Linked DNA regions of Mus musculus: region 2 is linked to region 1. A link is a contact called in public HiChIP or PLAC-seq data. All regions are on one chromosome and are shown on one strand. The core of a region is the stretch at or near the end of the contact, and the rest is flanking DNA. Distances in the headings are between cores, read along the strand shown. Region 1 has its middle 62 kb from the start of Gm26578. Region 2 has its middle 28 kb from the start of Gm22140.

Evidence for each region. HiChIP or PLAC-seq counts read pairs in DNA pulled down with a chosen protein or histone mark.
Region 2: an H3K27ac HiChIP or PLAC-seq map of extraembryonic endoderm stem cells shows a contact between it and region 1. The contact joins two enhancer-like sites. A contact is called at or near these places in 1 of 484 Hi-C or Micro-C datasets (nephron progenitors) and 2 of 115 datasets of contacts at active chromatin or transcription factors (extraembryonic endoderm stem cells and trophoblast stem cells).

What each region holds. Positions count from the first base shown.
Region 1 is chr8:32,068,670-32,075,043 of GRCm38.p6, forward strand. It overlaps a transcript of Nrg1 not described here. Among named protein-coding and RNA genes, the nearest start is that of Gm26578, 62 kb to the left of the region's middle. Within about 2 kb of position 2,397, at least 4 of the 459 cell types and tissues checked have an H3K27ac peak or open chromatin away from gene starts, as enhancers often do. A contact at or near this core is called in extraembryonic endoderm stem cells, where this site is marked.
Region 2 is chr8:32,211,226-32,217,599 of GRCm38.p6, forward strand. It overlaps a transcript of Nrg1 not described here. Among named protein-coding and RNA genes, the nearest start is that of Gm22140, 28 kb to the left of the region's middle. Within about 2 kb of position 4,071, at least 16 of the 459 cell types and tissues checked have an H3K27ac peak or open chromatin away from gene starts, as enhancers often do. A contact at or near this core is called in extraembryonic endoderm stem cells, where this site is marked.

The sequences.
Region 1 (6,374 bases), core at 1,147-3,646:
TGAGTCTCAGGTTTGTGTGATATGTGGGAAGAACCGTTCTGAGGAGAAGGAGCCAGCAATTCTAAGCTGTCACATTCATTGGGCTCACTGGTGCTGATGATGCTGAGCAGACCCTCAGAAGGCCTGTTGCAGTCCTATTCTTCCTGGAGTCGGCTGCAATGAACTCTCAGTGGTAGCTGCTGACCTCTGATTCCTGCAATCTTGCAGCAGGCTTTCCGGAATGAGGGCACCCTTGATGGCTTTGTTCTTGCCTTGTGTAGACCTTGAAAAGCTGAAGAAACTTCCTAGAGGCCTACGTCCCAGAAAGAGAATTCCAGACCCGTGGCTGGAATGAATATTTAACTTGATTGGCATTTTGCTCCCATGAGCATCACTCCTCCCCGTGGAAATGTATTCACATTTCATGAACTCCCCATCTCTACGGCTCCTTTGATCTGCAGTCATTGTCTTGCAGTTGGGCATTTGTCTGCCTCCCGACTCATCATCCTCCCAGTCCATCTAAACAACGCACCACACAAGAACTTAGTGTTTCCAAAGTAACAAAAGCTAGATCTGAATGCTTCAGTGCGCTATGAAAGGCCTGTTGAAACCATCAATCTTGCTGGCTCTTGTGGAGGTCAAGAGACGGCAGAGACAGCTGGCCAATCAATTAACCAAGAAATGCAATTGGGAAGCCCAAGAAAAGCCTTCTCCGTGTTATTCTTTCCAGCAACATAACTGTCAATATTTACAGCAGGCCATATATCAAGACACCAGGCAAGGAGAGAGGCCTCTATTGTGAGCAGCAAATGCCGGATTCGTTGCTAACTCTTGTGTACTGTTGAAGAGAGTCAGTCCTACAGGACACAGAGTTTTCTGAACCAAACTGAAAATATCTTATCAACCTGAAAGAAAAGTGTGTGGTGCCTATCCATGAAAGATCATACCCACTTTCTCCCACACTCATCTTGGCTGCCTCAGTATTACGTAAGTAAAGAAAAAAATTAATAAATCTGGCACTGGAGAGGTGACTCAGTGGCAAAAATTACTCACTGTCCATACAGAGTACCTAGGTCCTGTTCCTAGCACTTCCATGACATCTTGCAAACACCTGTACTTCCAGTTGCAGAAGGTCCGACACCCTCTTCTGGACTCCTGCCCACACATATTGCAAATATACTCATGCAGGCTCACACGTGTGTGTATAAATACAAAACTACATTATCTATTTTTAAAAAATTAGTGAATGACTTATGGTAATGAATTTTTTATAACTATATTACCAGTTACACCTTTAATCCCTATGATTGCATAAAGCAGAAAAATAAATTAGGTCTTTTTGGTGCTAACATTCACCATGAGTAGATGACACTTATATCTCTGTGTAGCAAAGCCGGGAGACAGTATCTCCAGAGAAGGTCTGTGAAGAATCTCTTGTCTCTTTCATTGTGACCCTAAAGTCTCTCAGAACCAACCCTTGAGTGTTCCTTTTTCTTCAGGTTCTTGCTCCTTCTTCTTCTTCTTCTTCTTCTTCTTCTTCTTCTTCTTCTTCTTCTTCTTCTTCTTCTTCTTCTTCTTCTTCTTCTTCTTCTCCTTCTCCTTCTTCTTCTTCTTCTTTTCCACTTACCCTTGATTTATTGATAGACAGAAATCTCCAATGGAGACTTCTCCTGTGCTACCTCTAATCCCACTAACAGTAAGGTTTTCCTACTGACTAATAAGGCTTAGTCATCCAGTAATGTGTTTAAACTTAAAGTAGATTCAAATCAATTGGCAGAGAGAATTCTCTCTACTTTCCCCCATACCTTAAAATTTCCTACCCATTTTTTGTCAGTAATAAAACAAAAACAAACAAACAAAAAAATACAAAACCCACCAAGGGAAAACTACTAGAATTCCATGAAGAACTTTCAAAAATATCTGGAGGTTATTAAATTAGTGAGAGCTCACTTTGACTTCTTACCAGGTGGCTCCCATCCCTTCCTGCTTGTCCTCTGTGTTTCTTTAAGGGGATGCAAGCAGGAGAGGGAGGAATCAAATAAGCAAATAAAACAACAAAACAACAACAGCAGCAGCAGCAACAACAACACTTAAATGCACACCGAAAGTATCAAGCTCTCCCACAAATAGTACCTGTAAAATCCTCTCCTAAATGTGAAGAAAACAAAAAAGAGAGATGACTCCACAGCCTGCTCACAAGCTTAAACACTGGTCTTGTAAGTATACTGTGGTATTAACACTGATTCAGAAATCCCAACACACACACACACACACACACACACACACACACACACACACACACACACACAGCCTTCGAAAGATGCATTGAAAGACTGATATCAGGAGAAATAGAGGACAAAGGCCAGAAACTCACAAACAGGATCTGTGGGAGTAACCGCCCCTCCCTCTTTATCTACACGATTTCTTTCTGGATAAGCCCTATGGAAATGGAAACCCCTAGGGCTTCTGAAAGCAGGAGCATCCTTGGCTGGAAGCTGGAAGCTGCCTGGGCAAATTCAGGGTCATGGCTCCAAAAGGAAGAAGTCAGATCCCCCTATCTGTCTTCTGTATGGTTAGGATTAGAACCAAAGATGCCAGGAGGGGCCCTGTTTCCCCTTTTTATATTAAGACACCAGTTGTCTTGAGAAGCAGCCCAAAGAGATGGCTAAAAATGGGTTTTAAAAAAAAGACGAGTTAAGGGCTTCTACCTGTTTACTTGTGTTCTCCTGTATTTCCTTAAAGGAGTTATTTATGGGAAGTAGAACGTGGGAGGGATTTAGGAGAAAGAGAAGAGGGGGAGGGGGGAAAAGAGGGGAAGAATCAGGTATGGGAGGAGATGAAAGAGATGTACAGAGGGTCAGGAAATTGAACAGAGGTGTGTAGCAATGGGGGATGGGGCTCTAGGGGTAGCAACCAGAAAGTCCCAGATGCCAGGAAAGCAAGAGCCTCCCAGAACCCCATGGGGATGACATTAGCTGAAATACCCCACAAAGGGAAGGGAGAACCTGTGAAGACCATATTCAGAGTTTAGCCATGCCCACTCCCCACATTGAGGAATGGGGTCACCCACCCATCTCCAAAATTTTAACCCAGAATTGCTCCTGTCTAAAGGAAATACTGGGACAAACTGTGGAGCAGAAACTGAAAGAAAGGCCATCTAGAGACTGCCGTATCTGGTGGTCCATCCCACATACAGACACCAAACCCAGACACTATTGCAGACGCCAAGAAGTGCTTGCTGATAGGAGCCTGATACAGCTGTCTCCTGAAAGGCTCTGCCAGATCCTTACCAATACAGATGGGGGTGCTTGCAGCCAACAATCAGACTGAGCACAGGGATCCCAATAGGGGAGTTAGGGGAAGGACTGAGGAGCTGAAGGGGCCTCATCTGGCATCAATGGAAGGGGAGGCTCTTGGTCCTGTGAAGACTTGATGCCCCAGTGCAGAGGAATGCTAGGGTGGTGAGGAGGGAGTGGGTAGGTGTGAGGGGAATCCGGAAAGGGATGGCATTTGAAATGTAAATAAATGAAATATTCAATTTAAAAAAAATAAGACAAGCCGGCATGGTGGCGCATGCCTTTAATCCCAGTACTTGGGAGGCAGAGGTAGGCAGATTTCTGAGTTCGGGGCCAGCCTGGTCTACAAAGTGAGTTCCAGGACAGCCAGGGCTATACAGAGAAACCCTGTCTCGAAAAAACAAAACAACAACAAAAAACCAAACAACAAAAAATGACAAGTTAGCTGTGATTTAAAATAGTTTGTTAGCCGGGTCCTGATGGCTCACGTCTTTAAACACAGATGTAGGCAGAGCCAGGTCTACAGAGAGAGTTCCAGGACAGCCAGGGCTATACAGAAAAATCCCTGTCTTGTGAACATGAATGAATGAATGAATGAATGACTAGCTTGTTTATTTTGTTGAAAGAGATTTTGTTAGGTTGATAGACTTAAGAAAAAAAAGAGTAAGTTTTTTCCCCTTCTTACTGAATTAAAGTACTGTAACCACCACAGAGGGAAGTTCTTTGGCTTTTTAAAATATGATTTTTTAGGCCTTACCAAAGCCAAGTCACTATTCAAGTCATCTGTGCTTACCTAACACAAGTTAGTTCCAAAAATAAAATGTAAATAGAAGGACTGTCTCAAATGTTCCGTATTGTTGGTATCAGGACCTCGGAAACCCAGAACATCACATGGGCATGACCAGCACATCGTTGCCAAGGCAACAGTCACCATATTCCCAGAATCCACTTGACTCACCTCTTACCTTTACCTGTGACTATATCACCATCCATATATAAAGAAAGGCACCCCTCCTCTCTCTCCCTCTCCTCCCCCTCTCCCTCTCCCTTTCCCTCCCCCCCCTTTTCTTTCCACTGCCACCTTGCCCCTCTTTCTGTCAATAAACCTCACATGGAAATGTTTGGCCTGATGTGGTCTTCCTGAAGCCACTGGAAGATCACAGCATGTATTATGGCTAATGGTGACAGATCACTAATCATAATAATTTTGTGAGAATTGTTAATTTAAAGCAGCTACCAAAAATGTAAGTGTTGACAAATGGCAAGATGCAGAGGGAAAATACAGGCTCCACTGGGTCCAGGGAAAGCAACACCAGGCTAGGGCAGTCTGTCCTTCCACTGACTAAGCCACAGTGATAAAGAATCCTATTGTTGTTGAGAAAGATAATAATAAAAAAAGGAAAGATAAGGCCATTGATAGGAGTTAAATGGAAACTGAATTAATGTCTGCATGGAAGGAGCCAGCAGGCATAGATAGATCTGATGTTCATACGGCCTTTAAAGACCCAGGGAGCTGAAGTCTCTTTAAAAACACACTGGTGTCTAGGATATAAGCAGCATCAGGTAAATGTCAACTTCTGTGTCACAACAAAGCAAAGATCTGTAACAATTAAAATGCTACCTTTCTTCATTTGTAAGACTATCCTTATTAAAAATCAGGAGGCCTATTCCTTCTGACCCAAATGGGTAGCTGGTTGTGAATGACGGTGAGAATTATATATAAGGCAAAAGGGTCCCAGCAGACAACAAGATCGTGAGGCAGGTAGAAAGGAAACCGCAGAATTTAAACATACAGCAGTCAGGTCTCTAGTCAGTTTCAGGATGAACTGGTGGAAGGGAGAACTTCTCCTGGTATGTGAGAAGGAACTGATCTGAGAGGTGAGGTGTGGCTATTGCCTCCGTCATTATCTTAGCAGGGATGGCTGCACCCAGTAAGGCACATTTCAGAAGTACTAGGGTAGGATTCACAAAGAGCAACCCCACAAATAGTGACCTGCAAACATTACCCACATTGCCCTTCATGTCATGGGGATCCTAGCTTTTATATCCTGCTAGGGGTGGTGGTGGCATTTATGACAGAATTTGAAGGCAGAGGTTAATGGTAAGAAAGATGATTCTGCTGATATAAATGCTTTCTGCATATGCCTGAAGATCCAAGATTAATTCCTTGGAACCCAGGTAAAAGCTGGACATGGTAACAAGAGTGTATATATTCCCAGCACTGCTTGGAGGAGATGGGATGGTGACACAGGACATTTTCTGGAAGCTCAGAGGCCAGCTAACCTGGCTTATCCAGCAGAAAAACAATGTGGAGACCTTATATCAAGTAAGAGGGAAGATACAGACCAACACCTGAGATTGTCCTCTGACCTCAACGTGAACTCTGTAGGATGTTCATGCCTATACTCACACACAATCGGAAACTAGAACTCTTTAATAGACATAAATAATGTTAAAATAGGCTTTCTGGGTGGTTTAGAGAATATATATATGTGTATATATATATATTACTATATATAATATAAATAATACAAATATTGTTTTAATATGTATTATTATAATGAATAGTATATATGATATATATGATATATATATATGTGTGTGTGTGTGTGTGTGTGTGTGTGTGTGTACATATATTGGCCTGGCCTTCTCTCTGCAGTTGAGGTTGCCTCAAATCTATCATTCTTCATCCCTCAAAGAGCAGAATCTTGGGATGACATCTCACCCATTCATCTCTGACTTGAAGCATCTCCTCCTCCTTATAATTACTAAATATTGAGCCTTCTCTTAGATGCTTAACTGACATAATAGTTTTTTTTCTTACTTAAATAAGATTGTTTCCATTTTTGCACGTGAAGAAACTGAGGCTGAGGACTGAGAGCTCTATGACAGTATAATAAACCGAGCTCCTTCTGATGGACACACTGAGGTCCAAAGTTTGATGGTCAGTTAGTGGTTGCCCCCAACAATAGGATGGGCTTCAAGTTTTCCTGACCCAAAACGTGGCTGAATGCCCATGGCTTTCTCCCTAAAGTCCTGTGATCTAGTATGCTCTCTAAGTTTCTCCTTGCCCCACCAGGTCATTATGAATAAGTTCCT
Region 2 (6,374 bases), core at 2,821-5,320, 140 kb after region 1:
TTAAATAAATAGATCACAAGACTGATGTACCAGATGGATGAGTGATTGAAATGGTGGTTATTTGCATTGTGTTTTTATAGAAAACAAAACCTTTGTCTTGAAATTACTCTATCCTAATATACTTGCAATTAATCTACTACTCATGTCCATGCCTAATTAAATATTGAATAAATGGAGTTATTAATGCTGAAATAACATCAATCCTCAGTGTAAACTATATATACATATATAGTTATAGTTATATATGTGTGTGTTTAAAGACATATAGTTTAGTTATATGTATTATAAAGCCTATTATTTTATAGCAATACTGTGCATGTTATATAGAGAAAATCCTCCATAAATAAAAAAATTATCATGGTTTTATTTAAACCTCAGAAATGAGATATTTACTCCCTAATCCAGTAAGGAATTAGATGAAGATCATTGGGTACACCGTTCCCATCATGACAGCATCCTGCTTCCACATAACCAAAATGACTAAGAGGGTGAGGTATACCTTAAAGCATCATGAAGAAAATCAATCAAACCAACAAGAAGAGCAGTAACAAGAAGCCAGCTCCATCAGGGCATCCATGACGATTTTTAAAGGCTACATCAAAAGCAGAGACACTTTGTGGTAGACTAAGTTTCAAATATGGATTTATTTGTGATGGTTTTAAAGATTATATTTTCTATATTTAGTGTCTGAAGTGATTACTCAGTGTGTAAAGTGCTTTGGGGGCTATGAGATCACTTGCGGAGCTATCAACCCCATTTAAAATATATCCAGTGAGAACTTCTGTCCTCACTGTTTCCAGCCCGTGGAAATCGTTATCGGGGGATGTGGTAGAGAAGAAGAAATGAAACAAAACAAGGATGCGAAAACCACCACTGTCTAAGCTTTTTCATTAGTTTTAAACATGTTCTAATGCCTGAGCCACACGAGGTTAAAAAGAAGGTGAAAATGATGTTGGTAGAACCCAACAGCATTAGTTACCCTTCTGGTGAGGTGTCTAAAGGCATAAGAGAACCCCAAAATTTAGAACACTTTTGACTCCCTCGAGAGATCATTATCAATGTAAGTTATAAAGGCATATTGTCAAACTTGGAGGCAGGGTGAGCAACAGTCAGGCTTCCTTGGTGATTTATGAGGCCATTTTGAAATTGGCTCACGGGTTGAATTTGAAAAAGCAAGGAGCACAGCTTCATTTAATTGGCAATACTCTAATGGAGGTTGTGTCTTTCTTGGGTATCATCAAACTTTGGTTACTTAAAATGACATAGAATATCAGTTACATAGGATATTATTAGAAAGAACCATTTTTTTTCTGAGAATTAACACATTGATGACTTTTGCTAATAACACACACACACACACACACACACACACACACACACACACACACACACAGAGGATTTCCATATCTTTTAGGAAGGAAATTGCTTCCCAATTCAAACAAGCAAAAGCAAACAATGCAATGCAGGGGTGGGGGTAGGGGGAAAGCAATGAAACTTGCTACGGTAAACATATTCTCTCAGGGTAATGCAGCGATGTATCACTAGTGTGAATTGCCTGTAAGCCAGAGATACAGATTGCTGGTAATACTATCAACAAGGATACTCAAGAAATTCCAAGGCAAAAACCACACACACATATGCCAGAGATGTATGAGTTTGACATGCATTTTGTAGCCATATGCACATAGTCAGGGACAAACTGATTTCCCAACCAGATAGTAACAAGACTGGCTTGGAAAGTGTTTCAGAAGTTGATAGCATGGACTGATAATGATAGTAATGACTACAGACATTCATTTTTGAGCATGCAGAGAATAGAGAAAGGCCCATGCTATTCCTTCAAAGCCATAATCACTTGCTAGGTCCACTGACATTTGTCATGGAAAAAAAAATCCTAACAGCACAATACGGGCACACACCAAAGTTTTTGCTTTACAATTGAGAGAAAAAGCTTGGTTTCTGTCTTACAACTCTCAAGTGGCAGGATTAGAACGGGCTTCTTTCACAAATACCATTCTTTCCCTCCGGGGGGTTGGGAGGGGCATAGCCAGATATTATGCTCTGTAAGTGAAGTGGCCATTCATGGGTAGTCTGTGGGAAAATATTACTTCACATGAATATTAATTGAATATCTATATGAATAGACATAGGTAAACCTCTAGAATAACAAGGGCATAAAAAATAGGCACGATGTCAAAGCATTTCTAATTTCCTTCATTACTCCTTGGCGGTTGTGTAATTTACATAGCCCTCTTTAAACCTGCCTGTGTCCTTTCCTGAGTATAATAGGTTCCATGATTTGCTATGTACTAAATAAATCGTATATCCTTTACTTTAGCACAACAACAGAAAGCTGAGATGCGACAAAACAAAAGAGCACCTCCTTTGAGGTTCATGGGTGTCATCTGGGATGATCAAATAGCACAGAAGTCCACACCCTCTGTTAACTTGCTCCATAGTTCAGGAGCATCCTCTTTCCAGTCGCTGTTCCCTGCTGGAGCACTCCCCGATTATGATACTTCGTACACACGGAAAGAAGACACTCTTTCCTGCCTGTTCATGAAGTTTATTGAGTCTCCTCTGCTTCTCACAGAGGTGGTTGGATTTAAGACTCCATATACTTTGTGCAGTCCAGGAATAATTCCCAAGTGCATCCCCACAGACACACTACAAACTTTTGCACGGCTTTCATCTTCTGAGATTGGCAGGCGAGGAGTTCACTCTTATGAGATGACCAGGGTGTGACTGGTCCTGTCTCCGCCATGTCTCTGGAAGCACCTGCCCTCCCACCCCCGTTTCTTCTGCTTTGTCACATCAGGGAAGGCATACCAAGAGAACACCTTATGGTTCTCCTGCCAGCATCATCTCTGCTCACTCTCAGAGAATCAAAGTAGCTTTTCGGCGGGTATCAGCCTAGGGGTTTTCTGGGACCTTGAACTTTTCACCTCTGTGTGCAGCATCAGTGATGGCAGGCAGCCTCGGCTCTTCACTCTTGCCCTGTCTCAAGTGAGGAAGGTGTTACACAACCCTGGCCACCTGGCCCACTTCCCTTACTCTGAGTCAGATGAACTTTACTCTACTGTTGACACGAAATAGTGAAATCAGTCACGAAGCCGGGGGTTTAGAGTCAGGAAAAGGCAGCTGAACAGAAGGTGGCTGACTTGACATTGGTGTGAATGGGTACAAAGCTGTATACGGAACTGTGGAGTGATGTTTAGCTTCCTTCTCAGCCCATCATAGAACGGGGCAAGACTTCTTCGAGTAAATCAGTGAATACTACATTCTCAAAGGACAGAATGCAGTAAGAATACCATATGAAATGCTAAGATTTAGGGCAGGGAGAGCTTTGAACCAGGAACAAGGATACTGGGATCTCCTACTTGCCGTGAACCAACTGGCTGACTTGGATGGGTTCCTTAACCTCCAAGAGTCAATGTCTCCTTCTGCTAAAGAATTCATAGGAGTCTTAGTGGCAGAGGGCTGGCCGGCTCTGAAATAGATGCCTCTAAAAGGAACTCAGGATAATTTTGTCAGAATGTATTTCAGATCCATCTTGGTAAGATTTTGGATTGTCATCAAATGTATAAAATATAAAAAACTTGAAGAGCAAGAGAGGGAGAGAGAACAAAAAAAAAAAACCACTAATGAAATTATAGGAATTACTTCATCGCTCGTCAAAAAGTCTCCTGTAATTGCAAGCATTACTGCACTCCAAATTTTTACATCTTGCTTTCAGACAGATTAAAGTCTCAGTCTTAAGCTCCAGAGAAATTCTCAAACTTATCATTTCTTAAAGCTGCCCACACCCTTAGCTCTTCCCAAGTACTTAGAAATGCCAAACCTCACCAGAATTGCAAAAGGGTTTATTTCTGTGCTCTCTAAGGAGTGAATAATCCAGCTGTGTCCTTCAGTATAACCTTGGGACTCGTTTCTTCTTCTCCTCTTCTCAGTTCTTTTTGTGAAGAGCAGATGCCTCAGAGAGAGAGAGAGAGAGAGAGAGAGAGAGAGAGAGAGAGAGAGAGGTGCCTAAGTCCCTGACAAGAAATGCAGCATCTCCTCACTTACGTCCGCATAGCACCCTCTACTGCTTCAGGGAAAGCAGGCTTCACAACTGCTAACAGTTACCCAGCTAAGCTGTAGCAGGCAACAATCTCCACAGCACCTCTTCCTGAAGGAGATAATTAAGGTTGGGAGAGGCCTTATCTATTCTCATTCCTGCCTTTTGTTGTGCTCTGCAGTTTTAAGCTGGCTGTCCTCATGATTTCTAACTCTTGTATCAAAACAACTGCAGGGAAAAAATTTAAAAATGATAGGTTATTAAATCAGAGCATTTGAGGTCTCTGCTTTAATTTTTAATCAAGGAGAGGAGGCTGTATCTTTCTCAACGATGAGCATCTGGTATCTTTAATAGAAAACTTGTGCAGAACATAAGAAAGTCGTCTTCCTTGCCTTTCCTTAAATGATGCCTATGTTCTGATTATGATCCCCAAAGAACACGCTTAAAATGCACATCTCTGCCTGTTCATACATACTTACTCTGGGGCATCTTGATTCCCAGAGCCAATAACATATTAAAACTCAAATCTGAATGCTGGGGAAAAAAATCATTTCTTACGGTGAAGCTTCAAATGCCAGTCCCTTCTTCCATTCCAGATAGCTCTGTTTTTCCCACTGAGGAAATATGTTTACAGACTTCTACAGAGAAAGAGAACGCATCATTCCCACTAATTCAGCTGACTAGCGGAGGGAAATATTTGTTTAGAATTAAAAAAAAATAGGCTAGTACTTTTATTGCAAACAGAATTTACCACTTTGTACAAATAGGGCACGATTCGCCTGACTCACACCAGGGGTTACCCTATTTGTGACTTTCTACTTCCATTCATTCAGGGGACCCAATACTCTGTTTGGGAATATTATTCTAGAAGTTTCTCTTTTAGAATATCTTTTGCCCTTGCAAGCCTGAACAGTCTGTTTCAGATACAACTGTCTCAGAAAGATTCCACTAAATCATTTAAGATTCCTAATGTGTTTGAAAGAGGAGCGCTGGCAATCCCAGTAAGCCTGTGATGAGTGGAGTTTCAAGCCTCAGATCAAAGTGAGGTAAAGAGAGGGTGATGTTGGGTGCCACACTTTTGGCTAGGGACCTTGCATAACATTGCTCTGAAAAGCCAATGCCCTACCTGGAAAGAAAGGAGAAAGGAATTGCTTGTCTTTTCCAAGTCAGAAAAAAAGAGGTAAAATTTGCCTCCCTGCTACCAGGTCTCTCAAGGAATCTGCATTTGCCAAAGCCCAGGCCAGGCTTTTCTTAGGGCTCTCTAACCCCAAGATGGAGCGTCCTTCACAGAAGTTCCAGGATGAAAATGGACGGATGCCCCAGTGCCTCCACAACCTTCATTGTCAAGATTGCTGTGTATTTCTGCTCTGACTCTTCTATGTCGGCTTACAGTCTTCTTTCAGATTTGTCCACAGTGGCTTTCTATATTCTGCACCCTCCAGGGAAACACAGACCACATAAAGGATGTCAGTAAAGCTGGAATTGAAATGGCACATTTAACCCCTTGGCTCAATGGCAAATGCAGTCTTGATTCACTTGTACATGGTTTCTTTGGTTTGATGAGTGTATCAAGTCCATGCATTTCCCAGATACTGTTATCTATGTCAGGACTGACTCTTTCATAGAGATCAACAAACAGATATATACAGCATTGCAGTGTAAGAATGGGTACTGTCAGGTGTGGGTCACCAACACATGAGGTGGCAGGGATTTAACAGTAAGCAAAATTCCTGGGCCTTTACAAAGCATTTATATCATAGGATGGAAAGTTGATTAGGAAACAGGCATTTTCCTAGTCTATGACTCAAGGTTTATGGCAGTGGTTCTCAACTTTTCAAATGCTGTGACCCCTGAATACAGTTCTTCAACACATGCTTCATCTAGCCACTGGCTTCTTATACAAGGCCCTGTGTCTTGGCTTCTGTTTTCATGTGCATTACCACGGGAGTCTCTAGGTAAGCCTCCAGGAACTGAATAGGACACAGTTTTCTCTTGGTAGAAAGTCACAGCATGAGTACAAACCTCCTTTGCTACTTTCATCATGCCCTAGAATAGCGATTCTCAACCTGGACTCTCTAGCTCCAAAAATACTTACATTACAATTTATAACAGTAGCAAAACTACAGTTATAAAGTAGCAGTGAAAGTAATTTCATGGTTAGAAGTCACCACAACATGAGGAACTGTGTTAAAGGGTCACAACATTGGGAAGGTTGAGAACCACTGCCCAAGAAAGTTCAACTGAGACCTTAGGAGCAGCAATCTACCTATTACCATTGTCCCTTCACGGTCTTACAGAAGGATAAATGCTTAATACA